2 separate regions of the Triticum aestivum genome follow, and region 2 is linked to region 1. A link is a contact called in public Hi-C data. All regions are on one chromosome and are shown on one strand. Each heading gives the region's core, a stretch centred on a gene start, on an enhancer-like site or on the middle of the called end of the contact. The rest is flanking DNA. Distances are from core to core; before and after follow the strand shown. Region 1 has its middle 11 kb from the start of LOC123151798. Region 2 holds the start of LOC123151619 (60S ribosomal protein L32-1).

Evidence for each region. Hi-C and Micro-C count contacts between places; a contact is called where the count stands out from the background.
Region 2: a Hi-C map of leaf shows a contact between it and region 1, with 3 times the contacts expected there. The contact joins the promoter of LOC123151619 here to the enhancer-like site in region 1. A contact is called at or near these places in 3 of 5 Hi-C or Micro-C datasets (leaf and root).

What each region holds. Positions count from the first base shown.
Region 1 is chr7A:249,137,387-249,145,094 of IWGSC CS RefSeq v2.1, reverse strand. No RefSeq gene overlaps it. Among protein-coding and RNA genes, the nearest start is that of LOC123151798, 11 kb to the left of the region's middle. Within about 2 kb of position 3,199, at least 4 of the 8 cell types and tissues checked have an H3K27ac peak or open chromatin away from gene starts, as enhancers often do. A contact at or near this core is called in leaf, where this site is marked.
Region 2 is chr7A:249,214,819-249,222,526 of IWGSC CS RefSeq v2.1, reverse strand. LOC123151619 (60S ribosomal protein L32-1) reads left to right here and starts at 4,992. Exons shown (of 4, transcript XM_044571301.1): 1 at 4,992-5,151; 2 at 5,251-5,347; 3 at 6,602-6,783; 4 at 6,872-7,179. The coding sequence starts at 5,258. The coding sequence ends at 7,001. It overlaps LOC123151617 (pentatricopeptide repeat-containing protein At5g18390, mitochondrial), which reads right to left and starts at 4,953. Exons shown (of 3, transcript XR_006475746.1): 1 at 3,495-4,953; 2 at 3,258-3,304; 3 at 1,457-2,109.

The DNA of each region.
Region 1 (7,708 bases), core at 1,950-4,449:
ATCTGAACAACAACTAGTCGCAATAATCTACTAAATACTCCCTCCGTCTCAAAATTCTTGTCTTAGATTTGTGTAGATACGGATGTACCTAATACTAAAATGTGACTTGATACATCCATACTTAGACAAATCTAAGACAAAAAATTTGGGACAGAGGGAGTATAAAAGAGTTAATTCCACAAGTGAAGAACAACGCGTGACCAAGCGCACGTTAGCCTGTACTAAGGTTTTTTTTTGACACATTTAGCCTGTACTAAGTATATTACAGCCGTGGTGTTGATTCCTTGGTGGCCGGGCGGTGCGTGGCGTGCACCGCCACGCGAATCCGCACAAGCATCACATGCTGTTTCGATCCTTGGTGCCGCTCGCTGCATTTGGTCAAGCACAAGGCACATCTCCTCCAGCTGGATCGGGCCCTGCATTGTACGTACAGTACCATTACAGCCTTGTGTCCATCAAACCGCATCCTTTCTTCCTTCCTCGTGATGCACGCACCATGCACGCATGATATTCTCTCCGTTACTAAATATAAATCTTTTTCAAATTTTAAATATAAACTACATGTACGGATAAATATAGACGTATTTTAGAGTGTAGATTATATTAGAATCTCTAAAAAAGTATACAGTATTTAGGAATCTCTCTGGAGAATACGCAGGCAGCTATCACACGGGAGCGAGGATCCGATCGACATGGAATCTGTTTCATGGAGAGGGGCACCCGGCGCGTCGGCGTCCGTCTCGGACGACGACGTACGCGGCTGTCGCCCGATCGACCGCGACCGAAAACGACGGCGGCGTTCCGGTATGCAATGCACCGGCAGCGGGCGGGAGATCCAAAACCATCATTCCGCGATCTCATTATCAGCCATGCGCCGCCCGCCGGCTACTGTAGATAACTGAAGCCCGATCAGCGGGGGCTAGATCCCAAGGTATGGCCCTGCTTCCTCCATCTGCTGCTGCTCATCGACGCTACTAATACAGTTATACAGTATGTGGCTAGCAGAACGATCGAACCCACGCGCGCGCCCCATCATGACACCGGCGATTGATTGATCGATGGACCCATTTGGTTGCATGCATATGCATGGGGAGCAATCAACTCAAATTCAGAGAAAAAGATCAAGGAACTTTCGCCAATCAGTTCGTGCCTGAATCTGAACTGAAACGGGGAGGCTAGAGAAAGAAAAGAAGAAGCGGATAGATCGATCTGCGTAGGAGTAATAACAAATGATGATTAGGAGCCGCAATGATTGAGTCCGAATTTAGTTGGTTCGGTCGGGCGTCGCCGTCGGACCCGATCCCGGGGCCCCTCCCTGACGAGTAAGACAATCCGGTGGAATCCTGCGATGCCACAGCTAACTCCCATTCGGGAGATGGATCGAAAGCGCATGCTGCGAGATATTAGCACTTTGTGCTGTGCCGTCCGAGATCTGGTTCTGGTCCATCCATGCCATCCGTACGTAGTAAAGAGGGTTGGAACGATGGCTTTGCATTGCATTGCATTGCTGGCCTGTTTTATGTGCTGGGAGTGCCAACCAGCATTGGTTTCTTGCGACGCCATGGGCCAGACAAAGTGTGGCTGTGGCGGCCATGGCCAGCTACGCCGATGCCGGCCGTCTTATCCATGGGAGGGGAGATCGGATTGGAGGGGGGTCGTCGTCCCGGTTCCTCGGGAGAAAACGGGAGCCAGAAACGGTGGATGAGACCTTATGACACTGGTGGAGCTGCTGAGTTGGCGGTTTGTGTTCGATCCGGATGAGGCGCTGGAACGGCTCAAATTTGAAGCGGGAGCCGGGAGGCCGCCGCAAGTTGAGAGATTATCCATCCGGTTCGACTTTTCCAAGAATCATGATGATCACCTCGTGACCGATAGCTACCATGTCCCTCCGCCTCTGCCGCATCTGGAGATCTTTTCCTCTTCTGTTATTGGCGCAGGCCATGATTACCCGCCATTCATTACGATTTGTGATCTCTGGACGGATGTAAACGTCTCTTTACCAGCCTTGCAGATCACCTCTGGTCTGGTGGATCCTACCAACATGCGAGATGTATTGGAGAGTTGATGAATCCGGAATTCGGGATGCTCTTTTTCTCCAATAGCGTGAAAAGTAGCGTGTCTTTGTAGAACTCTAGTCATGTCATTCTCGCCATTGATTTGCCTTTCAGCGGGACCAAACAACCAATATGTGCCCTCTATAGAACTAACTAATCATGCTTACCCATTGCAAAGCACCTAATCATGTGCTCCAGAGACCAAACCAAACCAAATCCTTTTTTGTCATGGTTATTGATTAAAAGTTGAAGCAGCAGGGGTCTGAAGCCTTCGACCATACTACTATGCAGATCTTGGTGAGAGAAGAGGCAGCTGGGCCAAGCAAAGCTGTAGGAAGAATCGGTGGTCGGAGGCCGTTAGACTTGTCTGCCGGCCGGGGAGGCCCAGCAAGCGGTTCGGTCCGGTGGGCGCGCCGCGCGGGTGTGCACGCCACCAGTAAGTAGACGGACGTAGTGGTCCTTGTACGAGCAGTGGTAGTTAAGTTGTAGGGGTACTCATCGCCTTTGGAGTTAGGAGCAGAGCCCAAGCTGAAAGAGGCCGAGTTCTTGGTATTGGTATTGGTATATTGGTAGGGTGTCTCCTTCCGCTGGCTCCCCCAGAAACAGTCATACGGGGATGGGGTCAGGGCACCTCTCTCATGATTCATTCACCTTGGATGGCTAGCTAGCCAGGTCCATGGCCAATACCACCCAATAGTGGTGGTGGCTACTCCTCGCATCACATTGTTGGGACCTTGATCGGTTGCCCACATCTAGGCCGTTTGATATAATAAAAACCTGTTGCGTTGGAGAAAATGGATGTGTGTTTCTTTTTTCTTGGTGCTAATAACTGAGCATGGCTGGGGTGCTGCTAAATCTGCAGGTTTTCCTTTTTTTTTGCGGGAAAAATCTGCAGGTTTTCCTAAGCACAGGAGTGCATCTTTTTCTCTTTTTTTTTTTTGCTATGCGCAGTAAAATTTTTGGGACAGATTTTGCTATGTGCTATAGATAGTTTCAGTCACGGCTGATGGCTGCAGGGGAGCGCCGTCCGGTAACTCCTCTTCTACGAGTTCTGACTTTTGACTTGGGTTCATCTATAGGTATCGCACTTGCTGGTTGGGCCATTTGTGGCTTGTAGTGGTGGTTAAGCCTAGTAGTAGTAGCCAGGCAGCTAGTGTGTGCAACGAGACGAGACGATCCGGGATGGTCCTGCTCGGCACGGGCCGAGGCCTTATTATGTGCGAGCGAACCAGGCCCTGTGGCTTCTTTTGTCGCCTCTCGCTCGCGTGCTGCGCATGGGCCGAATCCCGAAATGCATCGCATGTTTGTTTGTGCGTTCAATCACGGTCATTCCCCTATTTAACGGTTGATGATTCTAAAAAAAGACTGTTTAACGGTTTTGCTCAAAAAAAATAAAACTATTTGACGGTTAATTCCACTTAATAAAGACTATTTAACGGTTTTGCACAACGGTCACGGTCACTCCCTAAGAGCAACTCTAGCAGACCCCGCATCCCACCGGCCCGCAAAATGCGTTTGCAGTTCGCGCAAAACCGCTTTTGCGGGCCGGCGCGGGCTGACACAGATGCAAACCCCATATAATGGACCCGTAAAAGAGCATATTCGTGGAATATGTTTTTTTACGGGTCGGCTTCTGCGGGTTCTGATCTGGCGCAACTCTTCCTAGCCCGCAAAATTTAGATTTGCAACTTAAATTGATCTAGCATAATGCTTTTCATTGCTTTTGCAACAATATTAGATACAAAAGATGTCACCAAATCTTGGATAGAATAGCAAAACCAAAGAAAACAAGAACCACAAGTATGCATTTCAGAAGATTTCCAACTTCCATAACTGCTCCCACTAGTTGAAGTAATATCTTCTTCATGCACTCATTGTTGATCTGCGAATTCTTGATCTTACTTTCTTCATTCTTCATCTTTGGTTTCAAAGAAGTAGACGTTGCTTCCCCTCTAGTTGCACATGCCGCCGCATTATTGCCTTCGATTGTACTAAGGAGTGCACTAACATCTATTAAGTTTCTTTCTATCAACAAATCAATGTATTGGCCTTCCCAAAACCAAAATGGGCATCCATCGTTCTACACAAAACATTGAGCAAGCTGGAAGTGAGCTACCACAATTGAACTAAAGAATGAGCTATGGAACGAGGTACCGCAAGTGCACATACCCCGTCATTTTCGCATTTGTAGAACACCCATCCGGGGTGATTCGGCGTGCCCGAAGTGAGTCGCAGCACTTTGCGCGGGCAGTCGTCGCACTCTATGAGCGGCATCGGCGGGCCACAAAGATGCTGCGCGAGCGCCGAGCCCGGTGGACGGCCGGACAAGTCCATGCCCGCAAACCTTCGGCGGCGGCGGGCGGACGAACCCGTGCCTGCATGCGGCGATGCGCCCTTGCCTGGGTTGCGGGAGAGGCTCCCCGACTACTCCATCGCCTGGGGCAGCAACTGGCGGCCGGAAAAAGGCAAATCCGACGGCCCGCGATGAAATGCCGCAGATCTGCAAATCCGGCGGCCCACCGACGCAGGGGGGAGGGAGGGAAGGCCTCGTGCGTGTGACGGCCTTCCGGCGTGCTCCTGCCGGCTGATGTCGCCGGAATCTTGGGCGGCGGCCGGCGGCGGCGCGCGAGGGAAGAAGAGAGGTGGTTGGTGGGAGAAAGCGCGGGATGAAATGTCCCCCACCAACCGCTTCCGCTTATATGCAGGCACCGCAGCCGCGAGGGGGAAACCCGCGTTTTCCCGGGTAGGGGTTGGGATTTTGCCGCGCCCCCTAAAATTTTTTGCGGGCCTGGGCGGAATGCAGGGTCTGATCGAGCTGATTTTTCTGCCCCGATCTGCATTTTGGCAGTTATTTTACGGGTCGGGGCGGGATGCAGAGTCTGCTAGAATTGCTCTAACGTGGGAGTGCTCTCAGGCCGCCATGTGCCCCGCCCAACTCTGCCAGGTGTCACATGCTGGCTGCACCACTGGGAGCATTTTTTTGTTTCCGCGCGTGCTTTTGAGTATAATCATTTTTTGTTTTATTGTCTCTTCGGTTTTGGAGAATTATTCTAAAGTAGTGCTTTTTTAAGAAGCACAATTGTGCCCCTAAAAGAGAAAAAGCACAATCTATATTTTCACAAGATGCATAGTTGTGTTTCCGGGAGAAAGCATAGCATGTGCTTCCTGAAAAAGGGAGAAGCACAGGCGCACAGCCTTTCGCGAAAAGAAAAAAAAGTTCAACTGGCTCCCCCCCCCTCCAAAAAAAAAAACTAGGAAAAGCATTAAAGAGGGAAAAATTATCTGTGCTTAAAAAAGTAAAAGAAACACAACTGTGCTTCTAGGTTTTTTGGTTTTTCTTCCAGTTTTTGGTTTCTTGTTGCCAGGTTTTTCCGGTATTTCATTTCATTTTTTTACTTTTATTTTTGGTTTTTTCTTGATTTTTTTAAAAACCTATTAACATAGCATCTAGTTTTGAAGATCTCAACATGAGACATTCAAAGATGAAAACGGTTTGAGATTTGGATGCACGACTTAAGAGTTAAACCGTTTTGAAAATACGAATCCGTGAAAAAAAGGAAAAATTTTAGGTTGCGACAAATGACACACATGCAATACGCCAGTTGTCAGCATCAAAGAAGACAGTGTGTGACCTTTGCACAGGGTGCCCTTAGTTACTGATTTCGTGAAAATGGATTCAGTAATATGGAGCTCCCCGGGCCTTCTTCGGTAACTCTTGAGCTGTTAGTTCCTCCGCTCTACAGAGTTGACAAGGAGAAGCTGGCGGAATTCGCTATTCGTCGCGTGTTATGCCAGATTGCTGTTCTTTGGCACACGGGAACGACGAGAGATCATCATATGGGCCGGCCCATTTTAAGTTATTGTACGTTCAATAGAATCCAAATTTTGGAAACTTCCTACAAGATTCCTGAACCGTCTTTTAGGTGGTTATTCTGGATTTCTTCTTTTATTTAAATTTTTTTATTGTTTCTTTTAAAAATAGAAAAGTTTGCAAATTTCAGAAAAATCATAATCCATACAATTTCATGAATTTATAAAAAATGTGTGGAAATTTGAACATGGTCAGGTTTTTTAAAAAAATCTATTTTTTCATATTTTTAACAAAATATTCACAAAATTGAAAAAATTTAATCTTTAAAAATATTTGTGTTAAAAAAATATTCTTAAGGTGTTCAATTTTTTTCAAGTTGTTCATTCTTTTAAAGTAAAAAAATGTTTGCTACAGTTCCTCGGCCTGGTTCGCCGCAAACCCGATTCAATTACTACAGTACTTCTGCATGTTTCGCTACATTGCTCGATAATGCCCTCTTGCATCACTCGTGCGCCAGTGGGCTGGCCTAGTCGGGCCGCCTGTGCATTTCCCCGATAGTTTGCTGCAATAAGTGGAAAATAGGAGCTCCTGAAATTGGGTGCCTTTGTAGTGCAAATTTGAAGGACTTGGGAAAGCTGGCTTTTTGTAGACTCGTGAAAATGGAAAGGATGAAGTTGGGGTTAACTACATTGGATTGCCACCCTAAGTGTTTTCAGCGTGCCAGTATGATTTTTCTATCCCAAACACGCACACTCTCGTCGATAACCCCTCCCCCACAATAGTCGCTCTTCCCCGGTCATTCCCCATGGCTAAATGCCTAGTTGCCACTATGTTGAGACACCATCCTCGGTCACTCAAAACATCGTGCCAACCTCGAGCACACGTCCATGCTATCTGTTGTGAAGCCCACCATCCATAGCGCCCCTACTTCATGCTCCTCTCAATGCTCTATTGTCATTGCCATTGATGTTGGTTAGCACATGGTTAAGCTCCTTCGGCCGGTCCCACATGGAACTCGGATTTTTCTAGTGTGTATAAGCATCTAATACGCCGACCGTAAGGTAAACTCCCCCGATTTCTTCATGCCCAGAAATTCTCTATGTTCATCGTTGGCACAGGGATTCGACGAAAAATGCCCACATCTGTTGGTATAAAGTGTTCATTAATAAGGTATTCATCCCATGATCAGTTCACCATCTCTCGCTTGTCATCCCATGGTTCAACAAGACGCTGCATACCCTCCCCTGGCTCTCTCTCCATTTATATATACAAGGCGACATTGTTCTGCATGTCAAACTTTGACTTGTAATTTTGATCAAGAAAAAATATGGGTTGTATGTCACAAAAAATATGTTATCGAAAATTTCTTTCAAATTGTTATCCAAAATGGAATACTTTTTTTTGGCATATAATCATATTTTCGGTTAAATTAACGGCAAAGTTAGACATAAAAATATATGAAGTGGCCTTGTATTAGTAAATGGAGTGAGTACCTAATTATCTTTCAAAGTATGTGTGCCTTGACCATTTGCCCATTCTCTGAATTAAAGCCTACTTTAGCGCATATCTTCCTTCTAATATCGATCTACATATCTGTGATGGCCGAGACCCCATTCGAGCATCCGAAAGTTAGCATTTGTAAGTATATTGCCTTGTGGATTTGAGCACTTCAAGCATTTGAAAGGGTCGAGATGGACCTAGGGGGTGAATTGGTGCATTTACAATTTTCTTTATTATTAGCAAGTTTAGACAAGTGTGATTTATAAAGTTGGCCTAAATAATTGCTGTGGTGAGATAACAAGTGTACAAAATGTGTTCACAAATATAGGACTTAAGCTAGCAT
Region 2 (7,708 bases), core at 3,743-6,242, 76 kb before region 1:
ATTGTATGACCGCCAGCTGCAAGTCGGTGAGCCGCTGCACGAGCGCCGAGCCCGGGCGATGGTCGGCCGTGTAGTTGCCGGAGAACCGACGGCGGGAGCGATTAGAGTTGCTAGAGGAAGAGGCGGTACATGCATGCGGCGCAGAGGCTTAGCCGGGGCTGTGTGGTCTGCTTCTCGACCAATCCATGGCAAGGCGCAGCCGCTGGTGGCCCGAAACGCCATATCCGGCGGCGACGACAGCAGCCGCAGATCCCCTTGATTTTTGGCCGACGGCGGGACGAGAAGGTGGTGGAGGACAGCGGCAGAGGCCTACAAGGCTTTCCCGGCGGCCGACCGGTGCCGACGGGGAGGGGGGAGGGGTATGAGGGGCGGCGGGGGCGAAGATGCGGCGTGGGAGGGAAGGGAGAGGCAGCAGAGGAGAGCCGCGTCGTTTTACTCGGCGGAGCAAAGAGGGATTAAAAATAGGAATTTTTTTAGGGAGAGGAGTAAAATTATACTCTGTTAGGCTGGATTGGAGATCGACTAGGTGCCGATTAGTGGAGTAAAAAGCTAAATATACACCACTAACCGGTTATAGGGGATCGGTTAGAAATGCCCTTAGCTACCCTTTTGCAAAGGAAATTTGTTACTTCCTCCTTCCATCTATATAGGGCTTAATGCGTATTTTAAGACTGTCTTTGACTATTGATAATAAGATTAATAATGCACAATATGTATAATGTAAAAATTATATCACTGGAAGCTCTTTTCACGTACAAATTTAACGATATGCTTTGTGTAACTTGCATACCATATATTATTGCTCTAACATTTGATCAAAGTTAGCCTCAAAAAATGCATTAGGTCCTATATAGACGGAAAGAGGGAGTGCTGCGTTGGAGCTTACTTTCCCAGTGCTTCACTCGCGGCTGACTCTCCACAATTGTTCTCGGATTGGTGGTCTAAATGCTGAGTGCCTTACAAAAAGAAGAATGAGATTGATGAGCGCACTGCTGCTGCATACGTACATTGCTTCAGGGATTTCGAAAGAACGAAATGCGAGAATCTTCAATAACAAGCGGGCAACCCCTCAGAGCGTTCTTCTGATTATCAGAGATGAAATCAGCCTCCTTAAGGAGGCCTCAGAGTGATCCGTTTTGCTGTTTCTGCGCACTCCTCTAGTAATGTTTTGCTGTTTCTGCGCAATCCTCTGGTAGTTCTCTGTCTATCTTTTTCTAACGCTCTTCCTCTCCTTTTCCCTCCTCGTGGCTAGTTCCTAGTCTCTGTACAGTTTTGCTTTACCCCATAATGAAAATGCCGAGCTTCTGCAGTTCCGGTAAAAAAATAATGCAAGACTGATACCACTATTTTTTTTTGACAAACTCGAGATTGATACCCACTAACTTACAAGCAAGTAACCAAAATCATTCATACACGTTGTGGTTTTGCATTTCGCACTTCAGAACGAGCCTTTGTATTTGGACCAACTGAATTTACCCACAATTTCCATCACGGAAAGTTGAACAATGTATACATCTTCAAAAGACCTTCGGTCGGGAAAAAAGACAAGGTATATCAGTTCATTGCAACATTCACATTAAGCAATGTTTTTTCACAAGAAAAAAAATCGATTCCCAGTCTATGAAATGCAAGACAATGTTGTATCTCATCATCAACTCCTCCCTCAGCTTCTCGAATTTGCATTCCTCAGCGGTGTGATCAGTCATAGGTTCATAGCTGACCTCCTGATTTCAAAACATCTCTGCATTCCCCCCTTCTGCAGTCGTGCCCATACGCTTACTAACACCGCCGTGACAGTAGTTTGTCGCCATACAGAAGGCAGACCATCGAACGCAAGGCAAATTCCTTCCCCAAATCACTGGGGAGTTCTTGAGTTCTGCAGTAGTATGTTCAGGAGACACAATAGCCTGTAATCAGCTTGTGAACGTCGAGCCACCGCATGCCCGGCTATTCTGGCCACATGATGTAACAACATAGGTTCATTCAGCTTTGATCTCGTTGGGTGCACCCGGATGGTTCCTTGTCAGAAGGTATTAGGACACTGTAAGGTAAGTCCAATTCTGCATGCCAATCGAGTATCTGATGCTCACGAAGGGCAAAGTTGAAACACTGCACACAAAAAAAGGAAGGAAAAAACATAAAGCAACAACCAACAGCTATGCAGAAGCAGAACAACCTTCATCATAGTCATTACAAAGGACGAGTAACAATCATTTCATGCAGTATGCTGATTCACAGGGGCCATTCTCACATTGTTCATCCTTAAAGAAGAGTGTCGGTGCTGTGGTGCAGGACATATATGAATCAATTGCAATGTACTACCAAACTATCTTAAAAGTTAAAACTGATGCATGGTCAACGAAACACTTCCACCATAAACTGATTTGAACACTTCAAACAGCTAACCATTTTCAGTATCACTTTGTCTCCGCAAATGTGCATTCTACAAAAAGGCGGAGCACTGTCAATCTCAAAAAATTGAAATCTCCCCCATTAAGACTCATACTGTGTTGTTCTTTTGTCCAGAAGACAACACAGGGACCTCAACCTTGCAATGGTAAGTGATTTGCCTTGAGGTTTCAGCACACAATATCAGTAGTCAGCCCTATCTCTACAACGCGATCTCAAATCGTACAAGGTATCATGGCTCCAATCTTTATTCTACATGAATTCTCATGGATCACAGAGTTGGTTCTAAATTCAACAGTGAAAGCACCTGGTCCACTTGGTCAAACACCGATGGGGCAGTGGATATTTCAAAATCTAATCTATGCAACCACAACACTTAAATTCCACTCAACTTACTGCATACTCCACCACTACTCTTCTTGTTAACCTTCACTACACAAATTTGACCACATTAGTTGAGGCTATCCAATGATCTTATTCATTGATCCTTCCTACCCAAAACAAACAAATCACTTGACCAGCATATCCAACAGTCCAACAGCATAACATTGGTTTATGTCACAGGATACAATCAGAAGACAGGAATCCTACCTGAAAATTCAGAACCTTTACCATGCAATTCACAGCACCCCACTAGACAGCATCTACTTCCCGATTCATTCAGTTTCCTTCTAGTGACATCTCAACAATACAGTTTTAAATCATACAAGGTAGCATGGCTCCAATCTTTATACTGAATTATCATGGAGCACAGAGTTGGTGCTAAATTGAACAGTGAAAACACCTGATCAAACACCAATGGACCATGGATATTTCAATAATCTTATCTATGCAACCACAAAACTTACATTCTTCTGAACTTAGTGCCTACTCCACCACTACTTTTCTTGTGAACCTACACTGCACAATTTTGAGCAAATTAGTTGAGGCTATCTGATGGCCTTATTCATTGATTCTTCCTACCGAAAACAAATAAATCACTTGCCAAGCATACCAGTCACAGTCCAACAGCATAGCACTGGCGGCCTATGTCATGAAATGCAATTAGAAGATAGGAGCCCAACCTAGTAATTCAGAAACTTTACCAAGCAATTCGCAGCGCCCCACTAGACCGCATCTACTTCCGGATCCATTCAGTTTCCTTTTAGTGACATCTCAAGCTGCTCCATCCTCCGGGCTAGGTCATGTTTCCCAAGATGCCGCAGCCCATCGACTACAACGTTAAAGGTTGGCGCCCGTGGCGCGAACCCAGCCTCACTCATCTCAAGAAGGTAGTTTGCAGCATCCAAGAACCGACCACCTCTCACACACATTTTGACAAGCATCACATACACAGGCCGATTGGGTGGGTGCCCCTTGGACTTCATATCACCAAAAAAGGCGAAAGCATCAGCGAAACGACCTGCCTTGCAGAGCGCCTTGACGATCGCCGCATATAGACTTGGGAAGGGCCGGTGGCCATCCTCAATAGTCGCATAGAACAATCGGAATGCCTCCTCAATTCGGCCAGCCTTGGCCACGGCCGGTAGCATCACTTTGTAAGTTGAGATATCTGGGCACATGCCACGACTGGAAGCATCGGCAAGAAGACCCACGGCGAATTCCACATCACCAGCATCGCAAAGCGCCTGGGCGAGCGAGTTGAACGTGGCCACGTCGGGAAGGACGCCCTCCTTGGTGATGCGGAGGGCGAATGCCTTGGCTTCCTCCAGGCGCCCAGCTCGGACGAGCCCGTCGACGAGGAGGTCCCGGCCGCGCACCGGCGGCCGGAACCCGCGGGACGACATGTCGTCGAGGAACGCCTGCGCCTCCCGGAGCTTCCCCGACGCGCACCAGGCGTCGACGAGCGTGCTGAACGTGGCGCGGTCGGGGGCCACGCCCTTGCGCGCCATGCGGCGGAGCAGCTTGTAGGCGCCGGCAAAGTTGCCGTTGGCGCAGAGCGCGTCCAGAAGGGCGTTGTAGACCTCGGTGGTCTGCGGGCACCCGAAGTGGGGAAGGCGATTGAAGACCTCGACGGCCTGCTCGGCGAGGCGGGAGTGGCCGTAGGACGAGATCACCGCCGAAAAGGTTGCCGGAGAGAGGGGGAGGCCGAGCGCGCGCATGTCGGAGGCCTGGGTCCAGAGGTGGGTGAAGAGGCGCGCGCGGGCGAGCGGGAGGAGCAGCGCGTCGAAGTGATCGGCGGAGGGGGAGAAATTGGGCTTCGCCCGGAGCCACGCGAGGAAGCGGGCGGCGTGGAGGGGCTCGGAGGGGGCAGCGGCGCGGATGACGCGGAGCGCGAGGTCCGGCGGGAAGGGGGACGGCAGGCGGAGGCGGTTCAGGGTGCGCTCCAGGTAGAAGTCGCGCCGTACGATGGTGGAGAGGTGGTTGACCGCCGCGAAGTAGGCGTCCTTGGAGGTGGGGTGCTGCGGCAGCTCATCGGCGCCGGCCGCGTAGTCGGGGAGCGTGGCGAGTCGGCGGAGGCCGAGCCGGTCGCCGAGGCGGCGGAGAACGGCGGCGGAGACGGAGGGCGACATTTCTCGCCTCGCCTCTAGAAACGGAGGCCCACTCTGCAACTGGGCAAGTTATTGCAATGTACCGGGCTTAACTTTCTATTTTTCGGGCTAGACCGCACTGGCCCATTCGAGCCCATGTAACTAGGGTTTGTGGAGGGTATAAAGACTGCGTCGCCTTGCAATTCCATCCCCGCCGCCGCTCTTCTTCCTCCTCTCTTCGTGTTAGGGTTAGGGCCGTTCGCTCCCGAAGGTAGCAAGCAAGCTCGCAGACGAGCTCCCACCTCGTTTTTCCGGGTGATTTTAGCCTCGTTGTCTGATTCGAACCCCTTCTTCTGGTTTTGCCCGACAGATCAGAGATGGCGGTGCCGCTTCTGACGAAGAAGATCGTGAAGAAGAGGGTCAAGCACTTCAAGAGGGCCCATAGCGACCGCTACATTGGCCTCAAGGTATCTACCTCTTCCCCAAGACCTCTATGTAGTGGATATTACAAGTGCCTCATGTTTTGATTGCTTCGTGCAGTTGATTTTACCCGGTTCTAGATCCCGATTGTTAAGCATGCTGTCGTTTCAACTTTCAAAGTTTACCGCGGTTCATGGCCTGCTGTAGTATCTCCATTGCATAATCTGGAGGTCTCTGACGTTTTGTAGTATTATTCACTTTTGATACGTAGTCGCTGTATGCCAAATTTACCACTTCTGCTTAGGCTATGTTACTGTGAAATGGCAGTGTTGAAGTCGTTGATTCAGCACGATAGTGTTGTACGATATTAGCGTATGTTGCTGTAGAAATTTATTGTGTTTTCTGAAGGTGGAAACCATTTAGGATATGAACAAGCACAAATTCGATAACCGAACGACTAATGTTTAAATTGAAATTGTTTGTTGCACTTGTACATCAAATCATCAATGAGCATTGGGTTGAAAGCTTATAGTAGACACTTAGCCGGGCATTTGTGTTTTAGTTTTACCTTGTTTTATTGATGACTTTGTGAAGAAAGGAAGTGATGGCTTAGTAAAAGGTCTGAGTAAGAAAACATCTTCTTGAGCAAATATTGGGTTAAATGAAGAGGGCCCTAGCCCTTACATTAGTAAGTACTGTGGCTGTCGCAACCTCTTCTACAGCAATTTATTCATGTCTTCATGAAGTGGGATGAATTAAAAAAAGGCGTGGGCTTCATTCTAAGTATGAATGCTTTGCTTAGACTTCTCCCAACACTTGTTTACCAATGTGCGCTCAAGAAGTCATGTTTTCTGCATGATTAGTACCTTCTCTCTGATCCTTTCAGCTTAACTACTTCTACACTGTTATGTAACCTTGAGCTGAGCAGCATTTTCTTGGTGTGTTATTCTTCTATTTTGTGTTCTATGATTTTTTTGTTGCAAGTATACCCCCATACACCAAAGCCAGCAAGCGATTTGTTGCTTTGCTCAATTATAATTATTTTTGTGTTGTCCGATGGTACAAGTATGGCTAGGCAACTTATTGTGTAGGATGGTAACTGCTTGTAATTTACCATTGTTTCTGAATGTCATAAAATTATTATTGTCCATTATAGAGTCCACAAGGAGCAGGTGATGCCAGGTTGTTTGGTATTTCAGATGTGTTGAATCTTGTTTTTTCATCTCTTCTGGACTTGTCCTCTTGTTTATTGTGTATAATGTTTTGCTTGAACTGAACAATATTTTCATTTTTGATTGTAGCAAAGCTGGCGCAGGCCAAAGGGTATTGATTCCCGTGTCAGGAGAAAGTTCAAGGGATGCACCTTGATGCCCAACATTGGCTACGGTTCTGACAAGAAGACCAGGCACTACCTTCCCAACAAGTTCAAGAAGTTTGTTGTCCACAATGTGTCTGAGCTGGAGCTGCTTATGATGCACAACAGGTAATGGGTGTCTATCATGCCTTGTACAGTACTGTCTTCCACTATTATGGTCATGCTAATCGTAATATGCCTTGTTTCTTGCAACCAGGACCTACTGTGCGGAGATCGCCCACAACGTCTCCACCAAGAAGCGCAAGGACATCGTTGAGCGTGCTGCGCAGCTCGACATCGTGGTTACCAACAAGCTTGCCAGGCTCCGCAGCCAGGAGGATGAGTAGACTGTCAGGTGCTATGTTTTGGTCTGGTTCGTATGTAGGAAAGTACTCCGCTGTTCTTTGTTGTGTGACTGTCAGGGATATCTGTTATTCCAACCTTTTTGCTACCAGTGCCGACTGTAATGTGTCAAAGATCTACTATTGCCTTTATAATCTAGATCCCATTGCCAATTGCTGAAAAGCGTGTGTTAAATTGGGGTTTGGGTCTGCTTTATATTCCGGTGATAAAATTTGAAACATCTGTTTGGGAACTTGTGATCTTGTCACGTTGTTCTGAGACTAAGGGAGACTCAATCTGGTGGGACATGGTCTGTACCTGCTGGAACATAAAACTCCCATTTCTGATTCATTTCATGGGTTTTATGCACTTTGCACAGGGACGTGTTATATGGCACAACCGTTTTTTTCCGTACTACCGCAATATAAGATGTTTATACTTTTTCCTGAATCAGATGTATATACGCATGTTTTAGTGTGTTTTCATTCATTTGAACTGTGTTTGTTTGTATGTTGTTCATATTGAAATATCCAAAACATCTTATATGTATCATTGGAGGGAGTACCATATATACCAACTAAACCGAGTTAAGCTCTGGCTCATGTCACAAACGAAACGGAACTGGTAACAATCATGTAATCATGGTCCGATCTCTGTCAGACGCCTACCAGAATGTTGCAGCACAGTAGCGGACAGCAGTGAAGGCATCGAG